Linked DNA regions of Macaca mulatta: region 2 is linked to region 1. A link is a contact called in public Hi-C data. All regions are on one chromosome and are shown on one strand. Each heading gives the region's core, a stretch centred on a gene start, on an enhancer-like site or on the middle of the called end of the contact. The rest is flanking DNA. Distances are from core to core; before and after follow the strand shown.

Region 1 (4,817 bases), core at 2,313-4,812:
TACTTCTTACCTCTTTCCTGATTTCCAAGCCCACATTCCCTCTTTAAAATTTTGCCATCATCTTAATCTCAGCTTGCCTAGCTGAATTCATTATTATCTCTCTTAGCACTTCAGTAAACCTTAAGTCTTGTTTCTTCTAATGACAGACCCCAAACATGACTTATTCTTTTTCACTGTTTTTCCTTCTATATAGTAGGTCTCTAAATCTAGTTGAGTCTATCTCTTAATCTTGCTCCAGACTCCATCATCCCCTGCTTCTGCTTTAGTTCAGGTATGAATCTTTTACTTGATGCAGAAATCTACCATGCAGTCTTCAATCTATTTTATTCATTGCTACCATTTTGATTCTCATGCTGAAGAGCTTTGCTCAGCTCACTGCTCTCTCAACAAACGTGTGGCTGCCATTTACCTGTTGAACTAAGTAGGCAAAGAATCCGGAATTGGTGACTTACTGTTCTCTGCTCACTTTGACCCCCCTTTCTGCAATGCACACCTTTTCACTGTGAGTTAAAACTGCTGTATCCTTCAGAGTACAAATATTATCTTCTCTCTACTTAAGTTCCGAAGAAAAAATAGGGCTAGAGAAGTAGACATGGTAGTGTATACACACTTTATGCATCCAGAAAGTATAGAAATGTAAATCTTTCTTAGCCAGAAGTAAATTTTTTTCAAAACAATAAATGGACCTGTTATACCTTTATCTCTCTCTTTTTTTTTTTTTTTAATTTTTTGAGAAAGAGTCTTGCTTTGTCACCTAGGCTGGAGTGCAGTGGTACAATCGTATTCACTGTAGCCTTGAACTCCTGAAATCCAGTGATCCTCTTGCTGGTGTCTCCTGAGTTAGGGAGCACTATAGGTGAGCAGCACCACCTAGGGCTAATTAAAAAAAATTTTTTTTTTTTGTAGAGACGAGGCCTCCCTATGTTGCCCAGGCTGGTCTCGAACTTCTGGCCTCAAGCAGTTCTCCTATCTTGGTCTCCCAACCTGCTGGGATTACAGGCCTGAGCCATCACATCCATCCTACTCTCTGACTTTTAGTAGAGTTAACTTTTTTTTTTGAGACGGAGTCTCACTCTGTCATCCAGGCTAGAGTGCAAGGGAGTGATCTCGGCTCACTGCAACCTCCGCCTCCCGGGTTCAAGCCATTCTCCTGCCTCAGCCTGCTGAGTAGCTGGGATTACAGGCACCTGCCACCAGGCCCAGCTAATTTTTTTTGTATTTTTAGTAGAGACGGGGTTTCACTATGTTGGCCAGGCTGGTCTCGAACTCCTGACCTCGTGATCCACCTGCCTCGGCCTCCCAAAGTGCTGGATTACAGGCATGAGCCACCACATCCGACATTATTTTTCTTTTAATTTAAATTCTATTTTTTTTGAGACAGTCTTGCTCTGTTGCCCAGGCTAGAGTGCAGTGGCATGATCATTGCTCACAGCTGCCTTAACCTCCCAGGCTGAGGCCATTTTCTCACCTCAGCCTCCTAACTAGCTGGGACCACAGATGTGTGCAACCATGTCTGGATAATTTTTTACAATTTTAATTATTTTATTTTTAGACAGGGTCTCACTTTGCAGAGCCTAATAGCTGGCACTACAGTTGTGCACCACCATGCCCAACTTTTTTTTTTTGTTAGAGATGACGATTTACCACGTTGTTCAGGATGGTCTCAAACTCCTGAGCTCAAGCAATCTGACCATCTTGGCCTCCCAAAGTGCTGAGATTACAGGCGAAAGCCATCGTGCCTAGTCGTTTTATTTTATTTTATTGAGACAAGATCTTGCTCTGTCACCCATGTTTGGAGTACACTGGCACAATCCTGGCTCACTGTAGCCTCGACCTCTCAGGCTCAAGTGATCTCCTATCTCAGCCTCCTGAATAGTTGGAACCACAGGCACGTGCCACCATGCCCAGATAATTTTTTGAGTTTTTGTAGAGACAAGGTCTCACTATATTGCCCAGGCGCACCTAATTTTTACCAAACTTTTTGTAGAGACGGGGGTCTCATTATGTTGCTTAGATTGATCTTGAACTCCTGGACTCAAGATTCATCATATTCTTTTTTTTTTTTTTTTTTTTTGAGACGGAGTCTTGCTCTGTCGCCCAGGCTGGGGTGCAGTGGCCGGATCTCAGCTTACTGCAAGCTCCACCTCCCGGGTTTACGCCATTCTCCTGCCTCAGCCTCCTGAGTAGCTGGGACTACAGGCGCCCGCCACCTCGCCCGGCTAGTTTTTTTTTTTTTTGTATTTTTTAGTAGAGATGGGGTTTCACCGTGTTAGCCAAGATGGTCTCGATCTCCCGACCTCGTGATCCACCCGTCTCGGCCTCCCAAAGTGCTGGGATTACAGGCTTGAGCCACCGCGCCCGGCCAAGATTCATCATATTCAATTAATAATTCTCTGTCTCCTAATTCCAGCAGACATAGAAAGACACAGAAGGCCAGCGCCATGGCTCACTCCTATAATCCCAGCAATTTGGGAGACTGCGAGGCTTGAGCCCAGAAGTTTACGATCAGCCTGGGTAACATGATGAGACCCCATCTCTCCATATATATACAATAATAAAAATTATCCAGGCATGGTGGCATGCGCCTGTAGTCCAAGCTACTCAGAAGGCTGAGGTGGGAGGATCACTTGAGCCCGACAGGTGGAGGTTGCAGTGCGCCAATATCGCGCCACTGCACTCCAGCCTAGGCGACAGAACGAGACCCTGTTTCAAAAAAACAAAAAACACCACGAACAGAAACAACAACAACAACCCCCACAGAAGGTAGTGAAGGCTTGGGATTGGATTACCTGGTTTAAACCCATAGAATGTCAGAACTGAAGGAAGAGTCAGAGGTCAACTTTCTTTTTTTTTCTTTTGATACAGAGTCGCGCTCCGTTGCTCTCCTGGAGTGCAGTGGCGCGATCACAGCTACCGCAGCCTCGACGTCCCAGGCTCAAGCGATCCTCCTGCCTTGGCCTCTCAAAGTGCTGGAATTACAGGCGTGAGCCACTGCGCACGGCCTAGAGGTCACCTTTCAACTTAGTCCTCAATACATGGGAAAAGTGAGGCCCAGAAGGCGTATGAGTTGTATCAGGTCGCTGACCCTGAACAGAAGCTAGACGTCTTAATTCACAAGTAGGACTCGCTGCTAACTCTTTGGGCATCCCTTCGCGATTCAAGGCTCTTGGGTTTCCCGCTTTGGCCGCCTCGCCAAATCCAAGTCTTACACTCTTAGTGACCCCCTCCTTTCCTCCTTCCCCTTAGGTCAGCAAGGTTTACTCATTCTAATTGCAACGCTCCAGGTTGCCGGAGTAGCTCCTCGCTAGAAGGGAGATTAGTTACGTCACCGTCGGCTCCTCCCATTGGTCCGGGCGTGTGGAGCGCGGCGCCATGACGTCAGACGCCCAAAGGGGTGGGGCGGTGAGGGGAAGGAGGAGGGAAGTAGGACTTCAACATGGCGGCTGCGGCACTGGCGGTGGCTACGGTGACGGCCTGGCCCGGAGCGGGCAGAGTTGGAGGTGGTGGCGTTCGCTCTCCCTAGGGGCCGTCGGGAGCTCAGCGGGGACCGAGCGTCGGAGGCCGGCCGGTGCCAGCACCTTTCGGCTTCTGGGACGGCGGCAGCAGCGGCATTCAGGTGAGAGGGGCCTCCCTCTGGGGGAGGGGGAAGAGGGGCGGAGTTGGGGGAGGGGGGCCGGTTCTGGGAGACTAGGAAACGGGCTGGGGGGCCGAGCGAGGTGAAAGGCGCCGGAGCTAGGAGGTGGGAGGGAAAAGTGGCCGGAGACCCGCGATTTGGGGAGGATTCTGGGAGAAGGGTCGGAGTGAGGGGACCGGAGTTGAAGGGGCGGAGGGTAAACGGGATGCGGGAAAATGAGTTCGGATTAAGGAGACTAATACCCTACTGGAAGACAGGCATAGTAGACTTATGTCGGGCTGGATTGAGAGCTCGGTGGGAACTAGAGGATGTCAGGGAGGGGTACCCAGGTTTTAGTAAAGAAGGTGAGTGGTGGGGAGTTTAGAGTGAGCTGGGGACGTGCGGTGTAGATTTAGTTCTCCCTGAGGCAGTGAGACTGGGGAGAAAGGGTGGAGACTAGACCAGAGTTGAGTGATTTTTGGGGATATCTTTGGCTTTGTCTGGCCTTCTCCAGGTATGTTTATCCGCCTTTTTTGTTTCTTGGGTGGAGGCTTACCTATACAGTCCACCTGGGCCTCAGGAACCGCCCCAGTCTTTCTTGTGGAACGTCAGGTTCATTTATTTGAGCTATATCAGTGATCTTTGACCTTTGTTGCCAACTGTGTTTCCAGACTAGCGTGTTAAAAGTGTGGTTGGGCATAAAAATACGTTTTATGTTAAACTGAAATAAAATATTGATACTTTTTTGTCACCATGCAGTGTTGCGAAACCAGATTTGGTAATTTGGTTAAGTATTACATATATTCTATTCTAACTTTACTCGTTAGTGCTTTGTCTTTTCAGTTATTAGCATTTCAGAATTTGATTAGATATGGTGGATGTTTTCCTTTTTAATTTTATCAGATTTGATGGTGGGGAAAAAGAAGATACTTAGTCTTTAGTGTTAGTTCTTTCTAGTTAATGTCCCAACCTAGTTAAACTAAAAGTTTCCGTATTGGCCGGGCGCTGTGGCTCACGCCTGAAATCCCAGCACTTTGGGAGGCCTAGGCGGGCGGATCACGAGGTCAGGAGTTCAAGACCAGCCTGACCAACTTGATGAAACTCCGTCTCTCCTAAAAATACAAAAAGCCAGCCGGGCGTGGTGGCAGGCGCCTGTAATCCCAGCTACTCTGGTGGCCGAGGCAGGAGAATGGCTTGAACCTGG
Region 2 (4,834 bases), core at 2,006-4,505, 59 kb before region 1:
CATGTGCGGTAAATGGAATGAACTCTTCCAAGCAGAAGACTCTTTTTCTACCCCAAGTGACAAGGATGACAGTTCTCAACCATGAGTGGGCAGCTGGAGAGACCAAGAAAAGGAAGTTCTGTGGAGGCTTGTTGCCACCACTTAGTTTTGAAAGGCTTCTGTGTAAGACAAGCGACTCTCAACAGAAGAGGAAACGAAAGGTTGGCCCCAGCCACCATGGTATTATTTCCTTCCTCAGAACTGTTTAAATTTTTGTCATGTCCTTTATAAACAGACCAACCACCATGGTATTATTTCCTTCCTTAAAACTGTTTAAATTTTTGCCTACGTCCTTTATAAACAGACACTTCTCCTAGTACTTAAGATTTTCTCTTTTTTTTTTTTTTTTTGGCGGAGTCTCGCTCTGTGGCCCAGGCTGGAGTGCAGTGGCCGGATCTCAGCTCACTGCAAGCTCCGCCTCCCGGGTTCACGCCATTCTCCTGCCTCAGCCTCCCGAGTAGCTGGGACTACAGGCGCCTGCTACCTCGCCCGGCTAGATTTTTGTATTTTTTAGTAGAGACGGGGTTTCACTGTGTTAGCCAGGATGGTCTTGATCTCCTGACCTCGTGATCCGCCCGTCTCGGCCTCCCAAAGTGCTGGGATTACAGGCTTGAGCCACCGCGCCCGGCCAAGATTTTCTTAATCTAGAGCAAGCTTCTCTCTTTTCATGATCCAAAATGTGTTTCAGTCCAGGGTCAATTTACTCACACATTATGACATTACTTGTCTATTCATACAGGGTGAGGTGAAAATGGAGGGAGGGCTGGGCGTAATCATTTCCCACCCCTAGGCCCTAGGCATTGCCTCTTTTTATTTGCCATTCTGACATGCCATTTATCTGACATGCTATTTGTGGACTCTGTTCCAAACATTTCTGCTCTTTGACTTATTTTATCGTGGCCTATAATTGGGTTGGTTACAAAGCTTACTGAGAAATTTTTCACTTCATTTATAACTGTCTTTCTAGTCACTCTTAAAAAGGCTACTTTCCAAAGAGCAAATGCTTATACCCTGAAATATACTACCAGACACACATTCCCTGCCTTCCTTATAGAAAATAGTTCATGTATTTCTCATATCTCAGTTTATTATACATTTTTAGATTCTATTCACTAAAAAACAGCCAAGTGTGCTATTTTAAATACTTCGACATATGTTCTTAGGCTGTTTTCACTATTATGTATCATGAATGATGCTCTGAGCATCATTATTTCTTAAGTCTTTCCTTTGAGGCCTATGGTTTAAAAACCAGCATAAAAAGATGAGGCAAAAACAAACAAACAACCCTCTAGAAGCAGCACATCCAGAGAGGGCCTAAAGAAATACACTCCTTTGAAGACTTACCAGAAAAGAAATGTATGAGTGAAAAAAGGAGCACAAAAAGAGAGGAAGAAGTCATCAACGGGAAAGAATGGAAAAGAGAGTAAGGCTGGTCCCTTCTAAAAGAAACAGATGGGAAAACTAGCAGCGAGAGGTTCTACAGCAAGTGGCACGATATATCCAGGACCTAGGGGAGAGGTCACAGCCCCCCAGACACTTACCGTGTTGCATTTTGTGCCACACACCACTTGCCTATGATTCAACCACTGAGATGCAAACACTTTATTAAGGGTCCCAAGGTGAAACTCTCTCTCCTTCAGGAGACTGGGAAGTTGCTGTGCTGCATAACCATGCAACACTCGAGAGTAGCTGGTTTCATTCTGTAGCCTGACTTCCCGGTTCTTCAAGTAGTATACTAAGGATCTCTTCACAGGAGGAAGTCTTTTCCTTTTGTGAAGCGTGTGATCCCAGCCAAACTGTGGAAACAACATTAGAAATCAGGGCTTTGGCTGCTCTTCTAACGAACGGATCCTGCTGTATTACAGAAGTCACCAACAACTCATAACTCATACTGCAGAATTTACAAACAACAGAAATACAAACACAAGAGAACAAGAATCTCAATCCAGAAAGTCGTTTAACTCTTCCAACATTAAAAAAAGTTGCTCAGAGTCAAACTTACCTATGTGAATTACAAGGGCTAAAAGTCAAGGGAATCAATGAAGAATAGAACAGGCTAAAAGGTTTACTAGACCTTTCAGGAGTGAAAGATTGAAGGAAATGAGAGGTCGAGTGATTCCCATACCAACCTGGGCTGCATCTCTGCCCAGCCCCCTTCTCCCTCTCAGTCTGCACTCCCACTGGAGCAGGTAAGATACAGTCCAAGGAGACAGACCTGAGCGCCAGGTCTTCCAGGGATGCATCATCAATGACCGTTCCTCTGTCATCATGCCCGCGCTCCAGGCAGTTGAAGAATTCGAAAAATCAACTACCAACGGGGTAGTAGGCCCCCGGGAAATCAGAGGCCATAACTATGTCCAAGAAGACCTTCCTTTCCAAAGGGGGCGGTATAGAGATGATACCTGGGAACTGTTGTTTCTTTTGGGGTCCAAACGCCAAAAAGCCCAGTTCAGGGTTGGGTATACATATAGGGAGACTCCTTCTTTCTTCGAGGAGGGACGCAATCATCCCAGCTTCCTAGGGTCCATTGAAGGTAGTGTTCACTCTACCAAAGTTGGTTTCCGATTCCCTTAACTTCGGTTTCCCCTTCCTCCAAAGCCAGGATTCTGGTTTCTTTTCAAGCCCTATCCACGGCTGCAGGCCTTCCGCGGATTATGTCCCATTGCTGAGTTCCCCTTTGGCTCCTCACCGCCCTGGCCTATCTGCCCTCCAGTTAACGAGGGTCCAGCCCTGACTCCACAAGCCCTGGCCCCATTCCTGTTTTGCCTCTGACTGCAGACCTTGGACCCCAATTCCTGTCGCAGGATCTGCGGACCCTAAACCCCTCTTGGTGCCTCGGCCTCACCACCTAGGTGCCGGCCTCTCAACCCTCACCTGCTGGCCCTGAGCGTCGCTCCCAGCTCCCGGCGAGGCGGGCGCTTTCCGCTTCCTGCTAACTGCTTTCCGGGCCATAGTGGGCAGCGCAGCCGCGGCCCCGCAGCCACATGGGGCGGGGGAAGAGAGGGATAGCAGGACGGCGGGTCATATACTGGGCCCCGGGGCCGCGCACCTTAGTGCGCCCGGCCCGGAAAATGGCCCGGACCCGGAGCGGCAGCAGAAAAAAGGCGGAAAGAAGGGAAAGAGAGAGGAAGGACTGGGGCCAGGAGAGGGAAGGTGAAGCGAGAACTAGAAGCTTTCCGACGGCAGAGCCTGGAAGGACGGCGAGCGATTAGAACCAAAACACCCCCTCCCCCTTGCCCGCGCGCCGTCACCCTTGCGCAGCCGCACTTTGGACAGCGTCGCCACGGAAACGCCGCCGGAAGGAGAGGGGCGGGATTTAGGGATTGGAAGAGACTTAGCTGCTGTTTCCCGGCCGCCGCCGGACCATTTTCGAAGGTCGTTTGGCAGCCGCTGGAATGGACGTGGACGAGCTGGGGCCGAGGGAATCGGGCTTCTGGCCGCCGACCTCCGACCCCAGCCCGCCTATCCGCAGGCACCCGGAAATGAGGACCACCAGCGCTGCTGGGGGAAGGAATCCCCCCCTAGTGCAGGCCTTTAGCCGGTAGCCGCTACCGGTTACCTCCCATCTGGCACGAAACGTTTCCCTGAATCTGCCACAAACCGTGCTCTGGCTCCAAGGGCTGGACAGGGGGGTGAGGGTTGGGACAGAAGCCGCCCCCACCCGTCAAAGTGAAGTCCAGTCAGGAAGCCAAGGCAGTGTGGCCAGACTTTCCCACCGCTGAGAACCTGCCCAGCACAACCAACCCAGGCCGACCCACGGGTCTCCGGCTACCCTCTTCCCACCCCTGGGTAGCCCTCAGGCTCCATTCTCCGCTCTGTCTCCTCCTGATCCTTTCTCCTGTCCGAACTGCTTCAGCCCCTCATCACCTTCCCCTTACGGTGCGACTTCACCATCCCCTTTAGATTTCCATGACCCGCCATCTAAATCACATGGTCTTTTGTGCTTTATGAAGTAGGCATCACGCTGTAACTTATCTGTCGCTGCCTGCCTTACTCTTGGATTCAGGTTGCGTCTCCATTAGGGCAGGTTAGGAATTCTGAACCACAGGAAAGAGTGGTCATTTTTGGCTTGCCAGTCCAGTTAGAGCTGGCGTTGGCCACCAAACAAGGGGGCTTCATCAGGATCACCCTTGCCAACATTTTTGGAAGATCCTGAAGGAATATGACTGCCAGCCTTCATTTTCCTCAAGCAAACAAACCCTCCGAGGAAGTAGGATGCTCTTGCTTGGGGCCGATTGCCCTCAGGCTGTGGTGCCCAATTACCTGCTGGTCCCTTCAGGCTTCAGGCCTCAGGCCTCATACCTCCAAGGAGCTCTGTTGGACCATCTGAAGTTCTGTCAACAAGGAGATTTGGATTTGTTTTCCAAGCTGAACCAAAGACCAGATTGAAGCAGGGTCTCCTGTCATCCCAAGTCGGCACTGCCACTAACCCCTAATGTCTTGGGAAAGGCAGCTCCATCTTATTTGGTCAGGCCTGTCCCTTTAGAGATATGCACATAGTGAGTGGGTCAGGAGTGGGTCAGCTTTCTTTTTTGAGTCTGTTCTAGTTCTGTCTTGCCCCGCAATGCTCTGGATAACCCAGGAGCCCTTGGGCAAGAGTCTGGAATCCTTTGAGAATCTCTCGGCTCAGATTGGGCTGGGCTGGGCTTGGATCCCAGTTTCCTCTGTTAGTGCCAAGAGGGGCACACTGGGAACTGCTGCAGGCTCTTACTCAAAGTTCCTTTACTTCATCTTCACATCCCAGGAACCATCCCCAAATGCACCTTATAGCAGAGCTCACCTTTTTTTTTTTTTT

Evidence for each region. Hi-C and Micro-C count contacts between places; a contact is called where the count stands out from the background.
Region 2: a Hi-C map of fetal cortex germinal zone shows a contact between it and region 1, with 2.2 times the contacts expected there. The contact joins the promoter of DCAF12 here to the promoter of UBAP1 in region 1. A contact is called at or near these places in 3 of 14 Hi-C or Micro-C datasets (blood, cortical neurons and fetal cortex germinal zone).

The regions. Positions count from the first base shown.
Region 1 is chr15:65,504,066-65,508,882 of T2T-MMU8v2.0, reverse strand. UBAP1 (ubiquitin associated protein 1) reads left to right here and starts at 3,562. Exons shown (of 7, transcript NM_001266514.1): 1 at 3,562-3,616. LOC144334646 (a long non-coding RNA gene) reads right to left here and starts at 3,327. Exons shown (of 2, transcript XR_013404757.1): 1 at 2,790-3,327.
Region 2 is chr15:65,562,418-65,567,251 of T2T-MMU8v2.0, reverse strand. It overlaps DCAF12 (DDB1 and CUL4 associated factor 12), which reads right to left and starts at 3,255. Exons shown (of 9, transcript XM_015117537.3): 1 at 2,169-3,255; 2 at 1,581-1,835. The coding sequence starts at 2,309.